Linked DNA regions of Mus musculus: regions 1 and 3 are each linked to region 2. Evidence: chromatin contacts called from public HiChIP or PLAC-seq and promoter capture Hi-C data. All regions are on one chromosome and are shown on one strand. Each heading gives the region's core, a stretch centred on a gene start, on an enhancer-like site or on the middle of the called end of the contact. The rest is flanking DNA. Distances are from core to core; before and after follow the strand shown.

Evidence for each region. Promoter capture Hi-C pulls out the DNA fragments that hold promoters and counts their contacts. HiChIP or PLAC-seq counts read pairs in DNA pulled down with a chosen protein or histone mark.
Region 1: a contact with region 2 is called in a promoter capture Hi-C map of embryonic stem cells, with 3 times the contacts expected there. The contact joins the promoter of Rab4a here to the promoter of Gnpat in region 2. A contact is called at or near these places in 2 of 39 promoter capture datasets (embryonic stem cells and liver).
Region 3: a FOXA1 HiChIP or PLAC-seq map of pancreatic cancer cells shows a contact between it and region 2. The contact joins the promoter of Tarbp1 here to the promoter of Gnpat in region 2. A contact is called at or near these places in 2 of 39 promoter capture datasets (liver and pre-B cells) and 1 of 115 datasets of contacts at active chromatin or transcription factors (pancreatic cancer cells).

Annotation. Positions count from the first base shown.
Region 1 is chr8:123,804,614-123,807,313 of GRCm38.p6, reverse strand. Rab4a (RAB4A, member RAS oncogene family) reads right to left here and starts at 1,318. Exons shown (of 8, transcript NM_009003.3): 1 at 1,148-1,318. The coding sequence starts at 1,178.
Region 2 is chr8:124,861,653-124,864,352 of GRCm38.p6, reverse strand. Gnpat (glyceronephosphate O-acyltransferase) reads right to left here and starts at 1,320. Exons shown (of 16, transcript NM_010322.3): 1 at 1,041-1,320. The coding sequence starts at 1,115. 2810004N23Rik (RIKEN cDNA 2810004N23 gene) reads left to right here and starts at 1,324. Exons shown (of 7, transcript NM_025615.2): 1 at 1,324-1,468. The coding sequence starts at 1,381.
Region 3 is chr8:126,473,777-126,476,476 of GRCm38.p6, reverse strand. It overlaps Tarbp1 (TAR RNA binding protein 1), which reads left to right and starts at 1,412. Exons shown (of 30, transcript NM_001159907.1): 1 at 1,412-2,222. The coding sequence starts at 1,412. It also overlaps the pseudogene Gm6091.

The sequences.
Region 1 (2,700 bases), core at 69-2,568, 1.1 Mb after region 2:
GTTTCCATGGCACTCGTACACCGAGTAGAGCCTTCCAGGCCAGACCCTGGCCCCACCCTGTGGCAGGAAGGAAGCAGGGGCACAAACTGCAGATAACCTGACAGATCGTCATGCTTTTCCGTGCGAGTCCCTCCTTCGGACGACGAGCACAGACCACGTCAAAGTTTCAAGTCTCGTGAGGGACTGGCAGGCACAGGCCAACCATACATAGTAGTGGTTGTTTATTCTTGCCTCGACTGGGGGAGGGGGAGCACCCAGCACGTGCATTGAGAATGGCTGGGTGCTGCAGGAGAAAAAAAGATGAAAAAATCATGTCTCCATATCCAAGGCCTGTGGTCATCAGAGGACCATATATTTGTATTTATAAAGGTAATATAATGCAACCATATCTGGAGGGGAGGACGGGAGGAGAGAGGGAGGGAGGGAAAATACACGAGGCCAGGGGTCTACAGAAAAGAGACAGCATTCATCCACTTAAAACTCATTATAATCTCAATGCAAAGAAAGGAATTCCAACACCCCCACCCCACCCTCCCGAGGCCCACAACCCTGCCCCTAGAGACACAAAACGCAGGCGTGGCCCTGAGCCTTCATCCCTGCGGTTGGTGCTGCAGGGAGGAGGACAAGAATCGACGACAAATTGGCTCCTGCAACCCTGAGAGATTTAAACAATCCAAGGAGGAAAATGTAGAGTGAAACCAGGGTCAAAGCGGGAGGGAACTTGGTAGAATCACAGCAGGGGGCACCTGCTGGCCAGAGAGTCCAGACCAGCGCCTGATACCCCTAGAGCCTCAAGATTCCAGCCTAGCCTGAAACACCCAGACATTCTCAAGTTCCAGCTCGACCTTGACACCCCAAGAATATCAGGATCCCTCCCAGCCGCTGACACTTTAGGATTCTCAGTGTCTCCACCTGGCTCCTAACACCCAGATTCTCAGGATCCCAGCTGCTGACATTACTAGGATCCCAAGCCAACCCTAAACCACCCAAGACTCTAAATATCTCTGCCTGGTTCCTGACACCGCGAGGTTTGCAGGATATCTCGATATTCTAGACACCGGCTCTGGAGACCCTGACCCCGGCCCCCAACATTCCGGGACCCCAAGGCCTGCCCCTCTAAACACGTACGCAAACCCGCGCGTCTTACCGTAAGTCTCGGACATGGCGGTCTGCGCCATTCTGCCGCCACAGCTCCGCGGGGTCCGTCCTCCAGTCTCCGCAGAGCGAGAGGAACCGAGCGTGGAGAGCCGGGAACGGGCCCACGGCGAGCCGGCCACCGGCTGCGGCCCAGCGGGACTCGGCTCCGCGTCTGCGCACCGCCGCCCGGCGAAGGAGCCCGGCGGAGCAGGGGGAGGGGCGGGGTCGCAGGAGGAAGGAGGAGCGGGGCTGGGGAAGGGGAGGAGGGAGGGCAAGAGAAATGGTTGGAGGCTCCTAGTTGGAGGAGGAGGTGAAGGCAAAGGAGGATGAAGGAGGGGACCAGGAAGGAGGGAGGGCGGGACTAGGGAGGGGGCGCCTGCGCCCGTAGATCCTCCCAGATGGCTTAGCAGTACAGACTCAGCCTTTCTTAAGAGTGACCTGCCAGGCTAGGGTGGACAGGAGGCCGCCCGAGGGCTTGTTTTGACAGAAAGGGGGTTCACTAGCAGAAAGCCACGCAGGTGTGTTTGGTCACCAGAACTCTCCTGCTCACCACGTTAGTGGGCAGAGCAGTGCTGCTTGGCTCTTACTGCAGGCTAATTTCGAAGGTGTGTTCGGTTAATGAAGCAATACAGGTCAGAACCTACCCCTTCCTCCGAGGAAAAGGGTTGGGACATTTATTGAAAGGCAAATTGGGGTCGGGAGTTTGACCCACCTGAGCAAACCGGGGCCTAAGTAAGATCCTGCCTTCTTCACAGCAGCAGATGCCTGGGCTGTGGGAAGCCTACCGTGTACCTTTAACCTCCGCTGTCAGGCTCTACCACGGGTCAGACATTCTCTCCTGCCTCCGTGCTGCCTGTCCTAATATTTCATTATTGTGCTTTATGACAGAAAATTAAGGAGATGTGGGAAGGGAAAGAAGCCCCCGCCCCCATCCCGTAATCTTGTTGAAGTCTCTTGCTGGCACAGCATGCAAAGTTTGCTGTTGAGATTGTCTACCATCGTGTCGCTTGCCTATAATCCCAGCATTCAGGAGGCATAGGCAGGGTTGTTTCAAGTTGAAGGCCTATCTGGGCTACACAGCAAGGAGGGAAAACAAAGATGATAGAGACACAACTCAAAAAAATATATAAGTAAATATATTTTAAAATAACAGGAGTGACTGCCTGAATAATTCATTTGATATAGAGATATTTCATATACGAATGTGAAAATAGCCCAGCAGTGGTAGTGCAAGTCTTTGATCCCAGCACTGGGGAGGCAGAGGCAGGTGGACCTCTGTGAGTTCGAGGCTAGCCTGATCTAGCCTGTCTCCAAAAAAAAAAAACAAAAGGAAAAAAAAAAAAGAAAGAATGTTAAAATAGGAAGGAACTGCGCTGAAGGCCTGAGAGTGTGCGACCTTTGAGCTCAGCTTTCTTTCCCAGATGCAAATCTGTAATGTTCTGAGTCACCCACAAACACGATTACATTCAAAGCACATGCATGGTAGCACGGGCCTTTAACTCCAGATCTCAGAAGGCAAGAGACAAGCAGAGCTGAGTTCGAGGCCAGTCTGGACTGCATTCT
Region 2 (2,700 bases), core at 71-2,570:
TGTCAAGAGTGGTGGTGTAGACTATAATCCTAGCTCTCTGGAGGTGAGGGCATGAGGAATGCAAGATCCAGAAAGCCTGGGGCTTCACAGCTAGTGCCAAAGCCAGAGAACAAACCAAGAAAATCTTGTTTCAAAAATAATTAATTAAGATTTTTTTTAACTCTCCCCCGAGGATGGAGAGATGGCACAAGGGTTAAGGGTCATTCCTTCAGCAACCACATTGGGGCAGCTCACAATCTGTAACTCAATTCCCAGAGCTGGCCTCTGATGCACCAGACACCTCGTGGTGCACATACACACATGCAGGTACACTCATACACATAAAAATAAGCAAATTCTCACCCCACCCCACCCGTAATTGTGCAAACCCACGGAGTGAAAGCACACGAAGTCTCCACCTTGATAATTGCTCGTGAATATTGTAAGTGACCAACACTCTGTTGGAAACCAAACGGGGCAAACCACCAGTTAAAACTAGAAGAGGAAGGAAGTGGGGGGCGGAAGGGGGTAGTGTAGAAGGTAAGTTGGACAGAAAACAGTGGCAATGGGTATCCTACTCAGAAACTTGTGCAAACATAACGAATAGAAGACAGTAATTTCCTGAGGTTCCAAGTAAGAGTTAAAAAAAAAAACTCTACGCGCATATTGTAGCCGAATATTTTTCTCTCTCAGGAATACTTAAGGTAGAGGGCTGGGGAGAAGGCGGGAGGTGGAGACCCAAAAGTCTTCTCGGGCTAGGTCAGGACTAAGATTACTACTCAACAGGCAGAACTCTAATGCTCCCCTCATGTTGTGTGCGGGGGCTCCCGGCCTGACGGGGAGAAGGGACAGAGGGACCGCCATCGATACAAACTTGTAAAAGCAGACGCGTTAACCGAGGCGCAGACACATGGTTGCCGTGGATACCAAGCCACGTACCCAACTGGGTTAGGACCCGCTCTTTAAGACAAGCAAGGGTCGTGGGCTGGGGACATAGGGATCGGGGAGGGACTGTCCTTCCCGCGACGTTGCCCTGGGCCTTGGTCCTCCCAGGCGCCTACCGCATAGAGGAGCACACTGCTAGGGCTGGCCGAGCCGACCGAGAATCGGGAGCTGGAGGAGCTAGGAACGTCCATGGCGCGGCTGCCGTCCCTGGCGGGGCCTGGGCTGGTCTGCTACACGGCTGTAGTGCAGCCGCTGGGGGCGGTTCTTTCGCACGGGGCGGCTCCCGTCTGCCCAGGACAGTGGCACTCCGTACGGCCACTGCACGGGACCCCGGGCACCGCCATCTTAACCAGGCCCGAGGCCGCGCAGGGACCGTGACGCACGCGCAGAAGCCGCGCCGGAAGCGGAAGTGGTGGGCACTGGGCGGGATCTGGGGGGGTCTCCGTGCTGATTCCCATGGCGGCGGAGCACGATTCGGACTCCGTTGAGCCTCCTGGTTCGGAGGCACTCCTGGACGCCGTTCTGCGGACCCTCTACGACCTGGGTGAGCGTAGCTCCTGGGAGGAGGCGGCCAAAGACAGTGAAACGCATCCCGAGGCGGCGGGACCACGGCCCACGTGGTCTCCTGGAGCCATGTCCGCAAGCGCTACCCTCTCCGGGACCTTCTCCCCCACTTGTTGGCCGACCTTTTGCTCTCCTTCTCACTGTGCAGGAAAATAAAATCAGAGATGGTTACTAAAGGCAGGCCACTCGCAGAAGGACAGGCACTGGCAGGCAGAAGAGCTCACGTTGATTGCCTGACTTTTAGAACCAGACACGTAACAAACGCTGTATTGTTTTTATTTTGGAGCGGTTGCTCAAAATTCCAAGCTCACTTACACGATTAAAAAGCAAAAGCAAGCTGAGAACTTGGAAGAACGTACCAGGTGTACATGTACATGCATTTTTGTGTGTTTCCCTCATTAACTGTCAGAGCAACCCATATATGTACACACATCTTCATAAAGGTCCTCCTTAAGAGCTCGAGTCTCAAGGTCTAGGGCCTGATGTCACATTCTGCGCTGTGTTAGGTTCTTTGTGTCCACCGACAACACTTGGCCTCCGACTTTCACAAGTTTGTTTGTTTGGGTTTTTTTTTTTTTTTTCTTTTTGGTTTTTCAAGACAGGGTTTCTCTGTGTAGCCCTGGCTGTCCTGGAACTCACTCTGTAGACCAGGCTGGCCTCGAACTCAGAAATCCGCCTGCCTCTGTCTCCCAAGTGCTGGGATTAAAGTCGTGCGCCGCCGCCACCACCACCACCTGGCTGACTTTCACAAGTTTTAAGACTAATTTTTAAAATCCTAGATACAGTTGATATTCACACATGCAGGAATTCATTACGGTAGTTACTTCCCAGCTACCTGGACTTTACCTATTCATTTTTATATCTATACTGGCAGAGTTACATTGGCCACAAGTACACAGCTAGTATTCAGAAAGCTCCTGGGCCCATACTGTAGGTCAGTACTGAGGCTTAGACGCCTGATTGAAATTTCAGATCACTGTTGAGAGTCTGAGCAGAAGAAACAAACTGAAGATGAGAAATAGAGTAGAAAGTAAAGGTATTCAAATTAAAGCAATTAAAGTTTAGCTGGATTCCCTTTAAATCCAAAACCGAAGGAAAACAAGAAGAACCCGGACATGTACCTGTAACCCTGCAGTGTGGTAAAAAGACATGCTAGTATAGAGGCAAATGCTTTTAACATGGTCCTGGGAACTATGACGTTGATGGCACCGG
Region 3 (2,700 bases), core at 163-2,662, 1.6 Mb before region 2:
AATGATGGCCAACGAGGGCAAGACAGTAATTGTGGCAGCACTGGATGGGACCTTCCAGAGGAAGGCTTTCGGCAGCATCTTGAACCTGGTGCCCCTGGCGGAGAGTGTGGTGAAGCTCACCGCTGTGTGCATGGAGTGCTTCCGAGAAGCTGCCTACACGAAGAGGCTGGGTCTGGAGAAAGAGGTGGAGGTGATTGGCGGAGCCGACAAGTATCACTCCGTGTGCCGCCTGTGCTACTTTAAGAAGTCTTCAGCCCAGGCTGCTGGGTCAGACAACAAAGAGAACTGTCTGGTGCTGGGGCAGCCGGGAGAGGCCTTGGCTGTCAAGAAGCTCTTTGCCTCTCAGCAAGTCCTACAATACAACTCTGCCAACTGAGGGGACCTGGGGCCTGCCAGCTCCTACCCAGGTTGGACTCTCAGAGAGCAGGGGGAGCGCGGGCCTATCATTCCTAATGGACACTGTGCCTTGAACGGGCTCATCCATCGTCCACTCGCTGAAGCCGTTTTCAGTTCCCTTCTTGATTGCCAAGATGCCTCAATGCAGGCTGGAGCCCAGACCCTGCCTGGTGGCTAGGGGTCCCGCGTTCAGCCAAAGGTGAGGACAGAGCTGTCCACCATTGTGACACTGGTGGGGCTAGTTTCTTCCTTGTTGGTGGCTGGGTTTCAGTCTCAGAGCCCCACCCTCACCAAGGCTCCAGGCCTCTCACAGCTCCCCCATTTATGCCTAAACATTCTCTCCTCAGAACCCCAGCTCTTAGTGAGCCACTTTTCTTGTGCAAAGTGAACAATATTAAAGTTTACTACTAATGAAAAAAAAAAAAGAGTCAGGCTCTCTCACTGGACCTGGAACTGATCTCAGCCATACTGGCTCATCAGCGACTCGGGGGAGTCGGGGAGGGGGGGGGCGGCGGGGAGATGTGTCTCCACCACGCAGGATGGTAGTTACCTCTCCATGGGATCCTAACTCAGATGTTCATGCTTTCATAACATGCCCTTTTCCTACTGACCAATCTTCTCAGCTCTCATAACTTATTTTCAAAACATAAATCCAGATTTCATTTGTGATCCATTGTTTTAGAGACTTTGTGGTAACTCTTAACATGCACCCTTTTAAAAAGCAGCCATCTGGGGGGATTGCAGGATATCTATGTGAATTTAGGGCCAGCTAGAAAATTTAGGCCCTAGGCCTATTTCCAATCGGGAACTTCGGAACTGGTGTAATACTATGTCTGCAGCAACTCTTTTTACTAAAAACTGTGAGTGGCAGGAGGCATCACACTCCCAACAAAGTTGAAGGAACCTTATGCGGTCCTATGCCGGGCAGGGTATGTGTGGGTGGGAACCTCTCGCCGCGCACGCGCACTCGCGCTTAGGGTGGCCGGCGCACGCGCACAGGTCTACTCCCCGCGAAATGGAGCGGGTGTTGGCGGACGCGCTTCTAACGCAGAGTCGGGAGCCCGGCGAGTTGCTGGGCGCGCTGTGCGGCGGGGAGGCGAGTGCGGAGCGGGCGGAGACCCTGCGCCTGGTGCTGCAGCGGCTGGAGGAGCGCGGCGCGGGCGCCGGCGCGCTGGCCAAGGCGGCACACGAGGTGGCCAGGGACCACCTGGTGCCCTTACTGCACGCGTCCCAGGGCGGAGGGCCTGCGAGGCCCCGCGTGCTCCGAGCGGCGAGTGCGGCGCTGCGCTCGTGCGCGCGCCTGGCAGGACCGGAGCTGGCAGTCACTCTGGCCGAAGAAGCGCTGCGCGAGCTGCCGAGCGCGCCAGCCGTGGAGCTGCTGGCCGCCGTGGCGCCGTGTTTACGCGCGCCGGAGGATGCCCCGCTGCTGCGTCGCCTGGGGCGCGCGTCTGTGGAGCTGGCGCTGGCCGGGGACGCGCCGCCGGCCGTGGGAGCGCGCCTGCTGCCCGCGCTGGCACAGAGCGCAGAACCGGCTCTGCGTGCGGCGTGGGACGCGCTGAGCTCCGCGGGACCGGGAGCTGAGGGCAGCACTGGGCCAGAACTGCTGGTGCTGAGCGCACTGGCCGAGAAGCTGCTGACCAACCATGAGCGCCACGGGGATCTCGACGCCCGTCTCTGCGGCCGCTTCTGGAGAACCGTCCAGGCGGGGCTGGGCCGCGCGCAGGACGGGCTCACGCGAAAGCGCGCGCGCTACCTGCTGCAGAGGGCTGTACAGGTGTCTGCAGAGCTGGCGGTGGACTGCTCCTGCAGCCCCCAGGACACAAAAGGTACCCACTTGTCTCTCTAAAAAACAAAATTGTGTGTGTGTGTGTGTGTGTGTGTGTGTGTGCGCGCGCGCGCGCGTGCCTGTGTAAGTTTATGTGCATCACGTGCGTATGCTTGGGAGGGCATCAAATCCCCTTGAGCTGGAGTTAAAGGCAATTGTGAACTACCTGATGTGTGTGTTGGGAGTCAAACTCCAGTCCTCTAGAAGAACATCAAGTGCTCTTAACCCCTGAACCATCTCTCCAGACTGGCACCTACTTATCTCTTTGCCCCAGCCACACTCTGCTACCTCAAACCAGCCTTCAAGGGGCGTCCACCTCATCCTGAGCGGATTTGACACTTGCATGTGGTACCCTACACCGGCCTCCTCCTGCACTTTGGGAAAAGTGGACCCAGTGAAGGTTAAGATATCGCACACGCGGTAGCATGCTCTGTGTAAAACCAAGCCTGCTCCACGCCTTTACATCCTGATAGAAAAAA